3 separate regions of the Mus musculus genome follow, and all the other regions are linked to region 2. A link is a contact called in public Hi-C and HiChIP or PLAC-seq data. All regions are on one chromosome and are shown on one strand. The core of a region is the stretch at or near the end of the contact, and the rest is flanking DNA. Distances in the headings are between cores, read along the strand shown. Region 1 overlaps St6galnac3 (ST6 (alpha-N-acetyl-neuraminyl-2,3-beta-galactosyl-1,3)-N-acetylgalactosaminide alpha-2,6-sialyltransferase 3). Region 2 holds the start of St6galnac5 (ST6 (alpha-N-acetyl-neuraminyl-2,3-beta-galactosyl-1,3)-N-acetylgalactosaminide alpha-2,6-sialyltransferase 5). Region 3 overlaps St6galnac3 (ST6 (alpha-N-acetyl-neuraminyl-2,3-beta-galactosyl-1,3)-N-acetylgalactosaminide alpha-2,6-sialyltransferase 3).

The links. A called contact is a pair of places that touch in the nucleus more often than the background predicts. HiChIP or PLAC-seq counts read pairs in DNA pulled down with a chosen protein or histone mark.
Region 1: an H3K4me3 HiChIP or PLAC-seq map of forebrain shows a contact between it and region 2, with 5 times the contacts expected there. The contact joins the enhancer-like site here to the promoter of St6galnac5 in region 2. A contact is called at or near these places in 3 of 39 promoter capture datasets (embryonic stem cells, hippocampal neurons and stem cell-derived epiblast-like cells), 1 of 15 datasets of contacts at CTCF or cohesin (the NIH/3T3 cell line), 5 of 484 Hi-C or Micro-C datasets (B cells, CD4 T cells, the N1E-115 cell line and 2 more) and 11 of 115 datasets of contacts at active chromatin or transcription factors (craniofacial prominence, embryonic basal ganglia, embryonic forebrain and 5 more).
Region 3: a contact with region 2 is called in a Hi-C map of the N1E-115 cell line, with 6 times the contacts expected there. The contact joins the enhancer-like site here to the promoter of St6galnac5 in region 2. A contact is called at or near these places in 7 of 39 promoter capture datasets (cranial neural crest, embryonic stem cells, hippocampal neurons and 3 more), 3 of 15 datasets of contacts at CTCF or cohesin (the NIH/3T3 cell line, large pre-B cells and pro-B cells), 9 of 484 Hi-C or Micro-C datasets (B cells, CD4 T cells, the N1E-115 cell line and 4 more), 9 of 115 datasets of contacts at active chromatin or transcription factors (astrocytes, embryonic basal ganglia, embryonic forebrain and 6 more) and 2 of 9 other capture datasets (adipose tissue and pancreatic islet).

The regions. Positions count from the first base shown.
Region 1 is chr3:153,275,927-153,278,626 of GRCm38.p6, reverse strand. The region is part of intron 3 of St6galnac3 (ST6 (alpha-N-acetyl-neuraminyl-2,3-beta-galactosyl-1,3)-N-acetylgalactosaminide alpha-2,6-sialyltransferase 3); the gene reads left to right. Among named protein-coding and RNA genes, the nearest start is that of Gm52634, 21 kb to the right of the region's middle. Within about 2 kb of position 1,351, at least 73 of the 459 cell types and tissues checked have an H3K27ac peak or open chromatin away from gene starts, as enhancers often do. A contact at or near this core is called in the N1E-115 cell line, cerebral cortex, craniofacial prominence and 4 more, where this site is marked.
Region 2 is chr3:152,980,855-152,983,554 of GRCm38.p6, reverse strand. It overlaps St6galnac5 (ST6 (alpha-N-acetyl-neuraminyl-2,3-beta-galactosyl-1,3)-N-acetylgalactosaminide alpha-2,6-sialyltransferase 5), which reads left to right and starts at 1,345. Exons shown (of 5, transcript NM_012028.5): 1 at 1,345-1,552; 2 at 2,255-2,497. The coding sequence starts at 1,538. The region is part of intron 3 of Gm46830 (a long non-coding RNA gene); the gene reads right to left.
Region 3 is chr3:153,249,502-153,252,201 of GRCm38.p6, reverse strand. All of the region lies in intron 3 of St6galnac3 (ST6 (alpha-N-acetyl-neuraminyl-2,3-beta-galactosyl-1,3)-N-acetylgalactosaminide alpha-2,6-sialyltransferase 3), which reads left to right. Among named protein-coding and RNA genes, the nearest start is that of Gm52634, 5.6 kb to the left of the region's middle. Within about 2 kb of position 1,416, at least 17 of the 459 cell types and tissues checked have an H3K27ac peak or open chromatin away from gene starts, as enhancers often do. A contact at or near this core is called in the N1E-115 cell line and regulatory T cells, where this site is marked.

The DNA of each region.
Region 1 (2,700 bases), core at 102-2,601, 300 kb before region 2:
CTTTAATTCCTTCCCAAAGATATTCTTCCAGCAGCTCAAATCAAATCAAGCTGGCACTTGTGGGATATGGATATCTCTAGTGATCTTCATATTCTCATCCGCAAGAACCTCCTGCGAATTGCTGTTATTTACCTTGACAGTCCTTCAGCCCAGAGTGGGCGTGGGACTTCATTATCAGTCCATAGGCTGTGATAAGGTGAAACCGGCTGACCACACCCTCTAGTTTGCTAGTGTCAGCTCATGAAGGACCATAGGAGTTTGTGTTGTATTTCCCGTGATAAATAATGTTACATGTTTGTGCCCCAGTACTTCCTTTTCTGTGACAAAAATAAGAAGATTGTTTTTTGGCCTTGGGTTCTTAGGACAGTGGGAGGAAAAATTTGGGATCAAAGATGAGGAAAACACTTTAAAGGGAGGGCTGGAATTTTCTCTCCTGTTGGCCTGCCACCTGGCAGGATACTCGGTTCACTCCCTGTGAGCATGAGGGTGGTCCTCATCTACTGTGCCACTGTTTCTTGTAGGCTACCTTGTGCAGCCAGTGTCTTCACATTCTATTTGCAGAACTGAGAGATCGCTAGTGGCTTACTCGAGATCAGAGCCCAGGTACGTGGCAGAGGCCTGATTTGAATCCTGTCCTTCCAGTACACCCACACCTCTCTCCTGAACATTCGGCTGATTGGTATGAAAAGCAACTCGTGGTGTTTTAACACACCATCTCCATCTGTAGAAATTTTGTGAAAGGCTGGTAGCCAAGCCTTCCTCTGTGTCACGTACACACTTTCCGCCTGGCACTCTCTTTGCACACCATCTCTGTCTCAGCGTGAGAGCTGTCTACAGACCCGGGCTTTCTCATTGTAATTTGGAATGTCAACAGGGGCTCCACTGTATTGAACCAGTGTGTGGACTGACACCCACTCTGGCACATGTGCAGCTGTTCTATGCTCGCTAGTAATGCTTACCCCCCAGTGACAGCAGACCGAGGTTCCTCCTTCCAGAGAATAGGCCATGCGCAGTCCAGTCGCCGTGGAAACCTCGACATACAGCACATTCCTCAGCATGCAGATGCATTAATGAGCCTCAGATCTCAGGTTTGCAGCTGCCACTGTCCATGCATCAAAGCAGCGGCATGTGGCGTGTGGGTGGCTCTGCGAGGCACAGCCTTGCCTGAATTAAATGCTTCCTGGAACCCACCGCAAAAGGTTCATTTTCCAAATGGGTTTTGTTAATTTAATTTATTTTTTTTTCTTTTTGTGGCTAGAAACCTAGAGGAAAATTGAGATGAATAAACGGGGTTAAGCCGCCCCAGGGGATGGCTTGTCCGCCGACCACTTTCCAGGCAGGGAACTATAGAACACACGGTAATGACTACTGCTTGTCAAAGGATCTGATGTGTGTTTTGCAGAATAGAACAGCTCGTATTTTCAGCACTTGATAAGCCATTCTCTAGGGAAATGAATGAAGGCTGCACGCTGCTGTCTCTGCCGCCTAAACACACACTTGTTTGAAGTGAAGGCAGCGAAAAACAAGGCAGGAGAAAACCCCCGCTGCTGCCCCCCTGCACATTCTCTCTCCATCACACATTTTCCTGTATTGTTGAAAACAAGTTCAGGAAATGCAAGAGGAAATATTCCTGAAAATGGATTCGGGCTTGGCAGAACGAGCGAGGCCGAACATGGAAAGTCACCTGTTTGGACAAGTACAGAGGATCTGCTAGACAAACAGGGTCAGAGTCCAGTCAACTCAAGAAGCCTGTGTTGGCCCTGCGGATGAATTAGCTCGGACAAATCAAAGGAAGGCCCATAGGCAAATCAAAAAACGGGCACGTTCAAAATAAACGGTTGAGTACAGATGCAGTTTTATTAGTGAGTCAGCATTGGCTGAAGCGGATGCTTGATTGCTTCAGGGGGAAATCCCATGCTCCCCCACATAATTACTCTCCTCTTTGGGGTACAATACAATTAGAACCACTTGGACTGGTGTGTAGGGATCTCCTGGTTCCTTCTGCCCTGCGTATTATTTATAGTTGCAGGTTAGGTTATACCCTGAATATCACATTTCTCACAAGAAACAATACTGAGTAGCCAGAGGCTGCCAGGTTCACTGTTCAACCCTGAGTCGTTTTGATTAGAGCCATATTTTACCACTTAAGCTGCTTTAGATTTTTCAAGCTGTGAAAACCCTGTTCTTGCATTTGGTATTCTTAAAATGGAGGGAAACCATCCCTGCTGCTTGCTTTTCTCTTCAAGAGTCCAGTGTCATGCTGCTAGCTCATCCAGGTCAAGGCAGCCTAAGTCACTGCATGTCTTCTGTCTGGGCGTGGGTGGAAACCTGAACCATTTCCTGTGGTAAAGAGCAGAAGGGCTGGGCCATGCAGAAGTCATCAGTTGAATGCAGAGAGCCAAGTCAGCCACTCATGGACCACGTGTGCTTGGGTTGGCTGATCTAGCACTGCCCATCCTAAATCAATAAGGACTTAAAACTTTTATGAAATACCTCTATAAAAATATCTCTATGAAATATAAATCTTTATGGAATGTTATTTAAAATGCATGTGTCATAGTTCTCCTCTTTCACTTCAGTATTCAGCCCTCAAACAAAAGGCTTTACCTCACCACTGGGTCTTCTTTATCTTCCTTGTGTTATTGATTTTTTTTTTTAATGCTGCACACGAAGTTGTGTGGTTCCATCTCCTGTTGCCTT
Region 2 (2,700 bases), core at 96-2,595:
AAGATTCTCCTCTGCCTGCTGCCTTGCCTGTCCAGACAACGGGCACTATTCATGCCCACAGCACACATTGAATAAATAGCTAACCGCACTGCTGGCAGTATCGGATAGTATTTCCAATTTTTGTGTTTTCCTCGAAAGGCTCCATGGTGTGTGCTTCTGTCTCCTGGATGCTCATTACTGAACCAATAATTTTAACTTTGTTAATAGAGTTTGGACATGGGCCTCATACGTTAAAAATAGTCCCCGTTGTGCCATCCATCCAGCGGTAGATTAGAGAAGATTAAAGGGGGAGTTGCAAGGGCTCTCACTGTGCCTGCCCATGGTTCAGGTGGCCTGCTGATCGTTCTTAATGTGATCTTCAACCTCACACGGCTACATGTACAGTGTTAAGAGAGACATTAAGACGACTATGTTCACTGAATAATGTCACGTGGCTGAAATACGTTTTCAGCTAAATTAGAGGTTTAACAAATGCTTGCTCTAATTAGATGTAGGGACAAGAGCATACTTAGAGCAGGCTACTGATCTGAACTCAGCACTGAACAATGATCCAGCTTTTAACTGGAATCCAGGTCCTGATTGTGAAAGTATACGCCACCAGTGCCCCAGACAGCAGGAGGGACGAATCACAGCCTTCAGGATCCTAGGATGCGAGATCACTTTTTATCTTCAACAGCTAATATTTCTTCACTGACATTAGGAAGACTCTACAGTTCACGGTTAATCACATGAATGGGATGCACCGAGTGTTTCCAAAACTTTAAAATCATTTAAATGAGCACCAGGGACTTCGCAGGTTGAGTAGAAATATAAATTGTGTTCTTGGGAGCAAATGATGAATGAAGCCATTTGCATGGAAGGGTACGGTCCAAGGGAAGCAGGAGACTAATGATTTGTCAAAGCAGAATTAGGGAGGGAAAGGACATTTGAAAACAACTAGAAATTATTACAGCGGCGTAATTTTTAAGGAAAACAATCCCATGATCACATTTGCCAGGCTGTAAACACAAATGCAAATTTAAAGAGATCGATTGACATTTGGGAGGCTAACTTGTTTCTTTATTAAAATCACAAACCTGAAAATTTAGTAAATTTTCAAATGGCTACCGTGTTCAGGATCAAACTGGATTCTGCGTCCTTTTAACTTGACAGCCCCATTCAAAGATAATAAATCTTCAAACTAAGGAATGGGTGCACCTTTATGGTAACAGTCTTGCCCCAGAAATTCCACTTCACTGAGAAGATGGTTTGGGGGTTGGGAGGGGGACTGCAGAGGACTCTAGGACCCAGCAGGCGGCGGCAGGCGGCAGTGTGTGGATCGCTAAGACTCGGAGGGTCCGGCTCAGTTTTAATTCTCCTCTAATCTCTGCAACAGCAGCGCTTCCCGGTCCCGCGGCTCCTGCTCCCGCTCAGCTGCCGTCACTGCCAGGTGAGCATCTGAGCAGCCTCCGCCCCATCACCCACCATGGACAACCTCCAAGAAAAAGTGGCTCCGGACGCGCTTGCCTGAGAATTCCGCACAAAAGAGGAGCCCAAAATGAAGACCCTGATGGTGAGTCTGTTGTTCCAACTCTGCCAAGCAGAGGCAAAGACCCCTGGGATTCTGGGTCTCCTAGACCGTTGGGGAAGCCTCTCCGGGTATCTATCTCTGTGCCAAGAGGTCACCTGTCATTGGTGACAACTTTCTACCTGGCTTGGAATCCGGGATGGGCGCTAGGGATGCCTGGGCTCCTGGATCTTTAGCGAGTGATCCAAGGGGCGACTGGAGAGCAGAGGAGCAGGCTGACCTCTCCAGGGATGGAGGGTGTCCCACTGTGACCGCTGGGCACAAACTCAGAGGGGCGGGGAGGAAGCACCATCTTTGACTTTCTTGGTTTTCTTGTCGGATTTCAAACTTAGCGGGGATCTCTGCAGGAAGCCTCAGGGGGGCGAGAAGAGAGGGTGTTTGGAGGGCTGGAATCCGAGCAGCTTAGGTGGAGTCTAGATCCTCCTTCCCAAAGTACCCTGGGCGGACGCGCTCACCCTTGCACTGGTCACCGCGCGCCACCTGCCCTCCACTGTGAGACGCGGGCTGTGAGCAGCGATGCAGGAGCATCCCTGACGGGTGCGCAAGACCGTGTCACCTCTGCTCTCTGGCTGCTGGGAAGGCTGGGGCGGATGCTCCGGACTTGTGCTTGGTGCCAATAAGGAGCCAAGCTTCCCTGGTGCACCCTGAGCCACTGTCTTCTGCTCTCTCTCCCCCGCCCGCCTGCAGCGCCATGGTCTGGCAGTGTGTTTAGTGCTCACTACCATGTGCACCAGCTTGTTGCTCGTGTACAGCAGCCTCGGCAGCCAGAAGGAGCGGCCCCCGCAGCAGCAGCAGCAGCAGCAGCAGCAGCAGCAGGCGGCAACCGCGACTGGCAGCACGCAGCTTGTGGAGAGCAGTCCCCAGCCACGTAGAACCGCCCCCGCAGGACCCCGGCAGCTCGAAGGATACCTCGGTGTAGCAGACCACAAGGTGACAGCTTGTGCGCCGTCCTTCCCACCCGCCGCTCAGCCTGGGCACTCTGTACCCCTGATCCTTCCTCCTTCCTGGGGTAGTGAGCCACCAGAGCAGCTGTTAGTTTGGGGGAGCAGGAAGGTGGTACACCAGTTAGGGCAGGAAGGGCTGCATGCTAGTTGTGACTTTCTATTCCAAGAAGGATGCAAAGTTTATCAGGG
Region 3 (2,700 bases), core at 167-2,666, 270 kb before region 2:
AGATGTGAGGAGAGGAGTCCCCGTAGCACACTGCACAGACGTGAGGAGAGGAGTCCCCGTAGCACACTGCACAGACGTGAGGAGAGGAGTCCCCGTAGCACACTGCACACCTCTACGTTCTAGGTGGGTTCTGATCAGGAACAGAGAAATGGAATTGGTTTTCTCACAGCATTTTCCCTCTATTGTTTGAGTTGGCTTTAGCTTTTGAAAAGGCTGTATTACAGTGTTGACTCACCTTAAGCTTCTATGAGGAAGATGTCCAGGTATTTTGTAGATGAGATTGTACAAGCCAGCGTGTCTTCCTCACCTCCATGCTAGCATCGAGTCTGGAGTCTGGCCCCAGCTGTGCAGAGCAGCATTGACTTATGTTTATGGGGCTCTTACTATGCAGGCACAATAAAGTGCTTTTCATTATCTCCAGACATCTTTATAACAAACCTATGGGGTAGTTACTTATATTGTCTCTGCGTTAAGTATTTGGAAAATTACAGAGGCTGGAGAGCTGGCCCAAGGTCTCAGAGGCAGTAAATGGGAAAGCCAGGATCTGTGTTGCTGATGTGGAGTGATGTCAGATACTGAATACAGAACTGAGACATCAGACATCACTTCCAGGGTGGGCTGTATTCACAGATGTTATAGGAATGGGTGAGCAGGTGAGTGAATGAATGAATGAATGAATGAGTGAGTGAATGAATGAATGAATGGTGTATTTGTAAGTTTGTGAAGCTGTCAATAACCAATGGTGATGTAAAGCCCAATGCTTGATCATCATTCAGTCTTGATGTTCAGTGGAATTTTTTTTTAAACTATGATTTCACAACTTTAGGTTTCCATAAACTGTCCTTGGAGACACCAAGGCATAGCAGTCCTTTTGTTCAGCGTTGGTAGTCATGCCTGATTTTCAAATATCAAAATGCTAACAACAACCTCAAATTTTAAATTAGGTAGTAGCCCATTCCTAAAAGGAGTGCCCTGAGTGAGGACAGCCCTGGGGAGTGTGATATCCATCAGTGACAGATATCACTGGATTGAACGTAAAATATTTTTTCCTGTCCTAGGGATTGAACCCCGGGCCTTGTGCCTGCTGAGCAAGCACCTTCCCATTGAGCTACGTCCCAGACCACACTCGGACGCTGTATTACTATCCTTACAGTGCTTTTCCCCCTCCATTGTGAGGTTGGTACTATGCCAAATATGAACATTGCATGAGCCTGGATGTCAGAAACAGGAAGCCCATCTATCTAACCAACCGTTATCCCAAGGACATAGCCAGAAATAAATTGTTATAAGTCACCCAGGACTTGAGTCATTTGTTACCCCAGCATGCTTAACCTGAGCTCACTAACAAACTATGAATGCCTGAGGACACCCTGGCAATGTAAGGCACAGGAGCACTTCTCAGCCTCCCCCAGCAGGGGGAGAGCTTGAGCAGTGACGTCATCTCTGAGACTCGCAGAAGAGGTTCAGTCCCATCAGGAAGCAGGCCTCCTTTGAAGGTGCTGTTTTCCTCCTGTGACAGAAAAAGAATCTGCCCCTTCTGATATCATTTCTTCTCTCTCAAGTCTACCATGGCTTTGGGAAATCGGGCCCAGACAGCCCTGCCTCAGCTCAAAAGTTAGTTCACCTATTCTATTTCCGTCTGTTTCAAATATTTGCCTTCCAGTTAATTTCCTTTGTAGGAAAGGTTCTCCTCCCCAAATGATTTAACATTCTCACCTCAGATGAGGCTCCCACAGAATTTCAAATATTTAGGAATATTTCTTGTTACGCTTTTGTATCATGGTTGGATCTGTCCTCAGCTCTACTTTTGCTTTCTGGGCATGCAGCAAAAAGAGTCTTGGCTCCTGAGAAAAATATCCGTGTAGGCTATGTTTTGCCCACAGGCACTGCATAAACTTTATTTAGAGCCCTGGGTGTAGAGATGTCCTGTGTCAACACTGAAATTTAATTACTGCTGTGGACTTAAAATCCATCTACCTTCTTGCATCGTGGAGTGAATACTACCTCTTATGTGTGTTCGTTCTCCTTCATGCTTTCCAAGAGTGGGCTACGGTCTTTTTAAGCAAAGCACCTACCTGGTCCTCTCTTCCAAACAAATGGGATAAACTCTGAGTTTTGCAACTGTGTTTTCTTTGTATTATGAAGAAGAAATATTGTCTCCCGTAGCTCTGTGTACACATCCCAGTAGGCTCCGCCTCTCTGCTGTTGCTCCGCCTCTCCGCTGTTCCGTTATCTTTCATTCCGGTCGTCGGTGATATTGCTCAGCACTAGGATCTGTAAAGCACTGTCAAGCGAGCCCATTATTTTAAACTCAGGTTAAGGTAAGGACTTTAGATTTATAGACACCCACTACAGTTTCATTAAGCACAGTAGACATCTAATTCCTCTCTCTCTTTAAGTAAGAGGCTTTGTATTTTATAATGTTACATTAATCCATGTTTTAATATTCTCTCAAAATGTGTGTGTTCTCCATGTGCTGTTTGCTGTCTTTGTCAAAGTCGATGAACGCGATACAGCGGTGCCCACCTTCTGGGCCCCGGGGAGTAAGTAAATAGATGCTGTTAAGAACAGATCTGTCTATGGTGGGGTTTGCTGTTCCTATTTCTCTGTAGGATTTTGATTTCATTTAAAATGAATGGCATAAATCCCACGTCTGGAAACTAATAGAATTTCTACATTTACCTACTGATCCATAACCTT